Regions from separate parts of the Hordeum vulgare genome. Here region 1 is linked to region 2. A link is a contact called in public Hi-C data. All regions are on one chromosome and are shown on one strand. Each heading gives the region's core, a stretch centred on a gene start, on an enhancer-like site or on the middle of the called end of the contact. The rest is flanking DNA. Distances are from core to core; before and after follow the strand shown.

What was found. A called contact is a pair of places that touch in the nucleus more often than the background predicts.
Region 1: a contact with region 2 is called in a Hi-C map of leaf, with 4 times the contacts expected there. The contact joins the promoter of LOC123444283 here to the enhancer-like site in region 2. A contact is called at or near these places in 3 of 6 Hi-C or Micro-C datasets (leaf and seedling).

What each region holds. Positions count from the first base shown.
Region 1 is chr3H:464,180,860-464,185,960 of MorexV3_pseudomolecules_assembly, forward strand. It overlaps LOC123444283 (tryptophan aminotransferase-related protein 3-like), which reads left to right and starts at 3,565. Exons shown (of 5, transcript XM_045120960.1): 1 at 3,565-3,964. The coding sequence starts at 3,615.
Region 2 is chr3H:463,958,659-463,963,629 of MorexV3_pseudomolecules_assembly, forward strand. No RefSeq gene overlaps it. Among protein-coding and RNA genes, the nearest start is that of LOC123444283, 220 kb to the right of the region's middle. Within about 2 kb of position 2,108, at least 1 of the 3 cell types and tissues checked has open chromatin away from gene starts, as enhancers often do. A contact at or near this core is called in leaf, where this site is marked.

The sequences.
Region 1 (5,101 bases), core at 2,315-4,814, 220 kb after region 2:
GACATCGGTGGTGACCAAGCAAGCCATCGATCCCTCTAGCGATCCTACAGTGGAACTCTCAATGAAAGTACCAATGTCGGTGTCAGAACCGGTAGATCTCGGATAGGGGGTCCCTAACTATGGATCTTAGATGTATGGGTAACAGGAGACAAGGGAGACGATATTTACCCAAGTTCGGGCCCTCTTGGTGGAGGTAATACCCTACGTGTTGCTTTGTTTATATTGATGATGAAGTATCAAGTACAGAGTTGATCTACCTCGAGATCGTATGATGTGGTCTAAAACCCTAGGAGTATTGATCTTAATCTTCCTTACGGACTAGAAACCTCTGGTTTAGCTAGATACCAAGGGTACGTAGGGTTATACAATGTGTGTTACATCCGGAAAGAAACATGAAGATATGATCATCTTGACTTGGAGCATATACCAAGGCTTCGAAAGATAGCGTACTGGACACGACGTCGTCTTGTAGTTCGTCCCTTCAATGATAGTCATAGGGCGGTCCATGAGTCCGGTCCATGAAGATAGGTCAACGGACCGAGGACCCCTCAGTCCCGGACTCCCTCAATCGTCATGTAGGTGGTGGTGACTTTTGCATGAGGTTCTTTTGGATCAGGGATGAAAACTATGTTTAATTTTCACGAGAATTATATTTGATCGTCTAAATTTGTAGTTATGGTCAAATTTTCTATTTTGCATTTTTTGCTTTAAGGGCTCGCGTGGGCTATGGCCGAACAGACCCCGAAAAGTCGAATGGTTGTGTTTTACTACTCGGCCTTACAGGGTTTGTTCGGTTGCACCCTCACGAGCCCTTAAAACACGTTTTTGCGGTTTTTATAATCATTTTAAAGATATGCACGATAAAAATGTGTTAGAGATGCTCTTACACTTCAGAAATGATAAGTCCTTAATCGGAAATTGTTTTTGGTGGCCGAGCTTCATGGAGGCCTTTAAATTTGAAACTCAAATTTCATAAAAATTCAGATTTTTATATTTCAAAAAATTCTGAAAAAATACAAAGATAAATGAAGGTGGAACACACATGTGTGTAAATTTTCAGAAAAAAATACATTAAAATGAGGACTGTGCAAAAAAAGACAAATCTCGGGCCTTTTTACACAGGATACTATTCATTGTTTTAATCATGAATTTATTTTTTTTGTGCAGATCGTATCTCAAGGTATTATATTCTAAAATTTTACATACATACAGATAACAGCCTTCTTTACTTGCATATTTTTCTCAGATTTTTTTAAAACTGAAATGTTTGAATTTTGAATTTAAAAAAAAATCGACCTTTAAGAAGGCCGAGCTCCAAACGTCCGCTCTCCTCCTTAACTAGCTTCATACCAGATCGGAATCTGAAATTATTTACATGCCTATAATAAATCGTCTCGACTGCTTACACATCAGGTAATCTCTAAAAATATAGAAGCGCTTAGCTAGCTTCATAACAGATCTGAATCTTAAAATATAAGTCATGTTCAGTGCTTACGCATTAGTTCTAGAAAATGGTAGGACCGCTTAGCTAGCTCGACATCAAATCTGAATCTGACAATACTATTTAAGACCATCTACAGTCATGGCCCTGTTTGGATACTCTAACCGGGTTAGAGGTTAGAGTTAGATTCTAACTCTCAACTAACCCTGAACTAACTCTAACCCAAGAGGTGTTTGGATGAGAGGGTTAGATTGACAATAAATGCCCTTTCTCAATCATTTGGTTACTTTTGTCCATATTCACTTCCGGATTTGGTGTGGCCGATCGTTGTGTGGCCGGCAGGGCGCGGCAGGGCGGGGGCGGGCGGCCCGGCGGCGGGGCGGGGCGGGCCGCGGCAGGGCGCAGCGGCCCGCGGCTGGGGCGCGGCGGGGCGGGGGCGGGCGGCCCGGCGGCGGGGCGGGACGGGCCGCGGCAGGGCGCAGCGGCCGGCGGCTGGGGCGCGACGGGGCGGGGCGGGGCGGGGCGGCCCGGCTGCGGCGCGCGGCGGGGGCGGGCGGCCCGGCGGCGGGGCGGGGCAGGCCGCTGCAGGGCACAGCGGCCGACGGCTGGGGCGCGGCGGGGCGGGGCGGCCCGGCGGCGGGGTGGGGGCGCGGCGGGGCGCGGCAGGGCGCAGCGGCCGGCGGCTGGGGCGGCCGGCGGCTGGGAGGGCGACGGGAGGGACAGCGACGGGAGGGACGGGGGGTTGGTGGGATCTGGTGCGGGCTGGATGCAGTAGCAAGTGATTTTTTTTCTTCTTTTTTGTTCCCACCTAACTCTAACCCAAAAAAGCACCTCTTGGGTGGGTTAGAGTTTTTGGGTGGGTTAGATGCATCTAACCCAATCTAACCCTACCTGTTTGGATTTTTGAGGGTTAGATAGCTCAACTTTAACCCAATCTAACTCTAACCCTAGGATCCAAACAGGGCCCATATCCATTATACCCGTCAAATGCGTGAGTCACCAATTGAACATAAAAAAATCGATCCAATCGTTTAAGGCCTTAAACAGTTGAATTGACGACACCATTCATAACGAGTCTAAACAAGGGGCAAATATAAAAATATCTGGACGCACGCGGACACCCCCGCCTGACAGGGCGCGGCCCGCCACCAACCCATTATTGTCTCACAAAGCCACATATATTTGTCCCCATCCGTTCGTCGGACCAAATCTTAGCCACCTCACTCCACCCTCTTCACTCTCATCCACCATCCTAGCTCACCATCGGCGATCTTCAGCCTTCATCGTCATGACGGACAACGGATCCAAGTCCTTCACCTTCAGACCAGTCGACCACAAGCTCATCCCACGTGGCCCCAAGGAGGAGATGGCCGTCTGGCTTGCGCTTCGCTGTTCCCAGAAGGCGGCCACCCGGGGGCAGCACTCGGACTCGCAACGCCGGAAATCCATTGCGTCGACACAGCCGGTGCTTGGATCCAGCATCGCTGTCTCACAGAAGGCGATGCGGTCCGTCTAGCGTCCGAACGCCGTGGCGGAAGCGCAACCCCTTCGTTGATGCGTCAAGCATGAAGCATGGACGTCCTCGAACATGTCATGGCGCGGCGTGCCCGTCAGGCCGGGCAGCGGGCGCGGGAGGCGACTGTTGACGTTGGAAAGACGGAGTCACATTCTCCGACGCCCCGTAGGGTGCACCAGTGCGGTTGTCGCAACCGTGTCGTGTTGGACGTCGGCTTCTCCCACAAAGGATCCGTCATCGACATCACGTCCACCGGTAACGTCCGGGTTATAGGCTCCGACGAGAAAGAGTAGGTCATGAAAGACGACGGGAGCTCGAGTCCCGTGAACCGGCTAATGTCCAATGTTTTATTAGTTCTACGTTACATGTAATAATATGAATTTGTGGTTTCTAATTAAAGGCTATTCAGATGTAGAATCCATTAACATGACCGGTCAGGGTATGTGAACGCATCCGAACGTGTTCGTGAACTTTTATGGAGGCGCATTTGCAAGTGATGACCGTAGATCCTCGGCGTTGGGTACTGAACTAGATGAATTATCGAGAAAATGAGAGGGAGTGAAAATCAACTTAATCAAGCTGGCCTCACGCCCCACGGGCGCGCACGCTATAAAGCTGTGTGTCACCAGGGGTACCGGCTGTGAACACAGCCAAACAATGGAGTCCGCCTTTCCAACAGCAGCGCGGCTCAGCCTCCATTTCCTCCTCTACTCATCCCTGCTCCTCAACGCCCTCTTCGTCGCGCACCTCTTCCTCTCCGCCCCGCCGGCGCAGTCCCCGCTTCTCAGCGAGGTCAACAACGACGGTGGCAGCGGCGCGCTGAGCTGGGCGCTACGGGCGGCCAGGGATGCCGAGTCCGTGGCCGCGGTTGGTTGCTCCGGCCACGGCCGCGTGTTCGTGGATGGCATCGTCGGCGAGGACGGGCGGCCCGGGTGCGAGTGCAACACCTGCTTCGAAGGGCCGGACTGCTCCGTCCGGACGCCCGACTGCACCGCCGACGCCGACAGGTGATCGTTCCGACTCCTCGCTCTTGATCATAGCTCTTGATACACAGTACATGCTTCCATTTCTGATTCCTCCCTCACCTCGCCTTCCTTCGTTGTCGTGCGTGGTGGGCGCGCGTTGCTTAGAAGTTCTTTTCTCCATTGATGGCGTGATTTGGAACGGCGCCGTTAGATGCACAGTAATCTCCGGTTAATACTTGTATGATATTGCACAGTTCCGTCCATTCTCCATAAGTCAGAAGGACGCCGTTAAACGCGTGCTTCTAAATTCTACTCTAGTAATCATTAATCAACAAATTGATCGGGTATCGCCTAAAAATAATGCGTTTTAGACACTCGCTTCATCCACGACTGCATTAACCATACGTACCCATCATTTCATTTTCCAAAGCATCTTTAAATTTTATAATACTAATGGAACTAGTAGTTTTAGCACTCATAGCGACACGCCAAACTTGCAGTAGTTGTTTACCTTAAACATATGCACCTTAGCTTTTAGTTGATGCGACCATGTGTGTGAGAGAGTGAGGGGTCAACTTCCACGTCGCATTCAGGCAAGGAAAAATACACTTATTAGATGTCACATCCGTGGGGCCGGATATTTCAAGTCAGTTTCTCGTGTCCTCTATAAATAGTAGTAGGTCATTATTATTTGAGAGGTACCTTCCCCTCTGATATCGAGATTTTTTATCAACCACTAACTTCTTAAGAAACTATAAACTAAAATAAAGCATCATAATGATATAATGATATAATAGACATGGTCTATGTAACGACATGAGACATGCATGCACATTGATAAATGATGCTCTAAGGCTGTCCGTAATGGAAGTATCATAAGGCTGGTTGTAATGAGTACTATCATATACTAGTATCATGATACTAGTGTATGATACCACATCCGTAATGCATAGTATCATATGTTAGTATCATAATGTAGTTCATTTATTGTTATGCAAGACACATAGTAACACATCATTTAATATGATACGGTATCATGATATGATACTCAACACTCTATTTCTTCATTTAATTCTATGCCACCTCATCGAAAATGCTTAGTTGTCATACATGATATTACCATTACGGGCAGTCTAAGTAGTAGTATCATGCATGCCAACTAGGAAATTTTGATTAGAT
Region 2 (4,971 bases), core at 858-3,357:
AACGGATCTACGAGAAAAAGGAAAGCTCGGATTGACCTTTCGAAGGTGTACACCTCAATTAGTGATTTCATTTTTTTTTGAACACCGTATAAATGTACGCGCTCATATGCTCATCCTACCCCTATGTACACCTCCAAAAGACTGAACCATCATGCACGGTTTAAAACGTTTTGAATAAACGGATCTACGAAAAAAATTGAAAAACTCATATTGACCTTTGGAAGGTGTACACCTCATTTAGGGATCTCGTATTTTTTTGAACACTGTATAAATGCAAGCACTCATATAAATGTGCATACACTCATCCCTACCCCTATGAACACCTCCAAAACACTAAGTTGTCATATCATGTTGAGATTTATGAATTCACCGTAGCCGCCTCATCATCGACGGGAACATCTCCACCCACTGAATCGCATCGCCGAAATTTTTAAAATAAATTCATGAATAAATACGAACACGAGAACTTGAACCCTTATGAGCTGAGAATACCACAATCCATCTAACTATCTAACCACAGGTTGGTTTGCCATAATTTTTCTTTTTAAAGTATGTTCTACATGTTTTGAAAACCGGGTTACATGTGCTACTAAAATGGGCCGGCCGAATATATATGACACACATCGCTAATTTGAGTACCCTCGTGATTGTTCGACGATTGGGGGGAGCTCCTAGCCGGCGCCTTAAGCACGAGCTGGGATAACCAGCGCCCACATGCCCTACAAAATGGACCGGCCCAGTTCTAGGGCGGATTTTTTTTATAAAAAACAAAAAAAGTGAACACAAAAAGTTCATAAAAGAGAAAAATGGTTCACAAATTTTAAAAGAAGAGTTCATGAATTTGAAAAAATTCACTATGATTTAAAAAAAGTTCACAATTTTTTTAAAAGTTTACGCATTTTGAAAATTAATTCATGAATTTGAAAAAAGTTTTAAAAATTTCGTTGAACTGAAAAAAAATCAAAAATCTGAAAAAGTTCATCCTATTAAAATAATCATCAAATTTCAAAAAAGTTCATAAAATTTGAAAAAAGTTCATCGATATTCTGAAAAATTCATAGAATTTGAATACAAAATTCATAAAATTTTGAAAAGGGTTCATTGATTTGAAAAAATGTTTGTTCATTTGAAAAAAAGGTAATCAAGAAAAGACTGCACTTTTTTGAAAAAAATAAAAATAAAAAATAAAATGAAAATGAAAAATTAATAAAAAGAGAACTTAAAAGAAACAAGAAAAGAAAAAGAGAAAAAGCGAAGAAAAAACAGACCTGAAAAAACCCATCTGGAAAGCTTCTGGACACTTCACAAAACCGGAAAAACCTCCCTCCCGCTGGGCCGGTTCATGACCAAACGTTGCACGCGCCGGTTAAGAATGCACTTTAACTGATGCTTACAGCGCCTAATAGGATTTGTCACGATTGGGTGCAGTGAGCATCAAATAGAAAACGCGGCTCAAAGGCCCAGGCTAGGCAATGCAAAGTAGCGAAACCAAAGTTAATTCACAGGAATCTCAGCAGCAGGCACCCATCGGCTATAGATTTTGAGAATCAACTCATATGTTTTTTTGTAAAAGAAACACAATACAAATACATACGCTCATATATAAAAAAAAAGTTATATTCATCCATATGAATGCAAGTACATACATCCTACTTTTATGTGTATGTTCTAGAGACTGAAGCGATCAAAATTGACAAAATTATCACATGTAACTTGTATTTGACGGGCACTCCATACCACTAAGAAAACCTTCAAGATTTCAGAAATAAATACATGAAAATGCGATCGTCCGTACCAAGTCTAGGACTTAAGTCCGGATGAACAGATTCCACAAGAGAGACTTAAGTCCGGATGAAAAATATCATATTTCAGTTGTCAACCACAGTTCATGCGACAACACAAAATACATGTGGTTCCTTTTCCACTTCCTGTCTCTTCTCTCCAGATAGATCCCGCGTGGAGGTGGATTAACGAGTAAAGAGATACCCACAAAAAAACGAGCAAAAGATAATAGAATAATTTAACAAGCGGTGACACTAGCTGTCAGCTGAAAGCAATGTCAAGCCTATGGACACTTCATAGTCAAACGTTAGTACACTAGAAGAAAGAAACAATCAGATATTACACAGGGTCACTCTCACAAGTACGGCTTCATCGAAACGGATGAACGAGAATCTATGGTAATCTCTCCCCCGCTAGAATCTTTGAAGACGTGATTGGCACCGAGGGTTCATAATTCATAGCTCATCCGTGTAAAAGACACTCACTCCGTGTGTGAGAAAGGGACGTATGCATTTGTCTCAACTCAAACCTTAGTAAAAATTTGGCCACATTTATTGAAAAAACTATCAACAACTGCAGTACCAAAGTAGTATTATTAAGTATACATAATGAAATATACATCAATTTAGTCCTCCCCGGGCATCCGGATTCCGGAAGTTGTCGGCAGCCTAATTCCACAACTTAGTTGACCACTTAGCAAATAAGTTGCCTTTCTAAAAACATGTACAATGGTTGATAAGATAGTCTTATCTTAAATTTTACATGTAATTTTGAGATGATAAAAAAGAGAGTCTATAATGGATCATCTTTTAGCCTTATCTTTTATAATTAGTTATTCCTAAAAATATGATGAGATATATTGTGCTAAGAGATCACCTCTTGTCTTCTCTTAAATAAGAGAAGGCAAAGCTTTTTTTGAGTTCTCTTTTCTCCACCTCATCATTTATCATATGTGGCACTCCTAAGATAGCACCATTGTACATGCCCTAAGGCCTCGTTTGTTTCGCATGGGTCGGAGTGGTTTTCAGGGGATTAACCCCGCGAGGCCCAGAATCCCAGCGAAACCTATTTGATACACGAGGTTACATGGGCCAACCCGCTCGATTCCCCCTTCGACCCGCTTCTTCCCACATGCTTCAGAACCCTCGAGGGGGGGGCTCGAGGATTGGGCCGTGCAACTCCTCCCCAAGACGCTGCCGCCCGACTCCTCCCCAAGCCGCCGCCACCGCCCGACTCCTCAACGCTGGCGATCTGCTCCGGCGTACCGTATTACTCCCCGGTGGTAAGTCTTCGCCTCGCCTCCCCTCCTCTCATTTCCCCGCATCGTCTAGGGTTTTATATTTGTGCAGCCATGGCTGATGCCTCGTCTCGGTGGGTGGGGCGGGTGGCGCTCACCGCGGTGGAGACGAGCTCGTCGGCGTAGGAGCCGCCGGAGGCGTGGACGCCGATTCAGCCGGCCCAAACCCGACGAGACCTATGCAGAGAATGGATTCTTTTCCTAGTGTTGATCCAAGGAGCTCCGCGCGATTTGCTTTGACATGGTTGTTGGGAGTGGATTCTTTGTCTTTGGGGCATTAATTATCAATGACGTTGTCGGGACCCCAATCCTAAGCCATAGGAATCCAGCCTGTAACATGTTGCATCCCTTTGCGGTCTCACGCACGGTTATCCCCACGGCTGCCACCTTACCTTAGCCGGGACCGTTTGCGCCTTTTGACTCACGTATGCATTAGTGTCGCTAGCATTCCAATGTCAAAGAACCCGGGTCGACATATCTAGTCATAAACTCAAGTGGCTCGACTATACAGAGACAGGCATGCATAACCCAGCAAAGCAGGTGTCGGTCAACAGCGAGTGTAGACGAGTCGTAGCAAGCTACAAGGACTCCATTACACCGCGTGACATTTCCCCGAAGGGACAGCGACAACATCTAAGAAGGATACATGCCGGTCAACCAATGTGTCCGAAGCAGTAGCGAACTACCAAGGCTCGGTGGAATCACAAAGGGACATTTCTCTGTATAGAGAGCTACTAAGGCATACGACTAGGTGTCGAATCCTATACATATCACAGTGCATCACACGTACGCATGACATACTAGATATGCATAGATACAACAATGGCATCACAACATAACCATACAACATCATGACATTTATTTAGAAGACTCGGAAGAGTCTTGCATAATATGTTCATACAAGCAGGGGTCACACGACCCGACACTCAAAGTCATACAAACCAACGGAAGCATAAAACTGTCTGAGTACAGACAGATGAAAGGATAAGGCATAAAGCCTGACTATCTACAGATCCCTTCTGAAAGGGGCCAGGTCGTAGCTGGGACACCAGCTACTCGTCATCATCGATGTCTAGATAGAACCCACATGTTGGCTCGTGGGTATCCTCTACAACAATTATTAAGCAAACATGAGTACAAGAGTACTCAGCAAGACTTTAGAACAGATCTATCTACTCATGCTCAGGTATCAATAAAGGGGGTTGTGGTGTTTCATGCAGCAAGCCAGCTTTGTCTCTTGGCTAGACTAAACTACATTTTTAAATAGTTTTATCAACTTCGATTTCCCGCACACGAGTCCACTAACTCCACAACAATACACCATCATGGAATCATTCCCGTCTTACTACGGAAATGCTATCCATGACACTCACACTTATCTTGATACTTTTATGAGTAGCCATTAAAGTTATCTATGAACAACATATGTCTCCAAGTAGTCCATATCCGCGGACGCGGTTATTCGAATAGATCATAACCCTACAAGGGTGTACTTCTTTACACACGCTCTCGCCACTTATCGCCACGTGCACGTCATGCAGCTCGGCAACCTTCAAGCGGAAGCCCAGCGAGGGAGTTGGCCACGACCGTTAACCACGCTAATACCTAGTCCAGGTTTATCGCCTATTTGAGAGTAACCCGCACGGAAGTCCAGCCGAGGTTTCCGCCACGGTCCCAAACGATGTGCGCAGGGTTCCCAAGCCCACCATTCGGGTGCCACTTGGTACACCGTGCCACTGCCTACCGCATCATATCCCACCTCTAAGGTCAGCACTATGCACGCCCCCCAGCATGACTACAAACATGAGAAACTACTTGCAACTCCTGGACCGGGTACTAGCCGATTAATAAGTCGAGAGGGTCAATTAAGTATCCCAACGTGTGGTAGTATC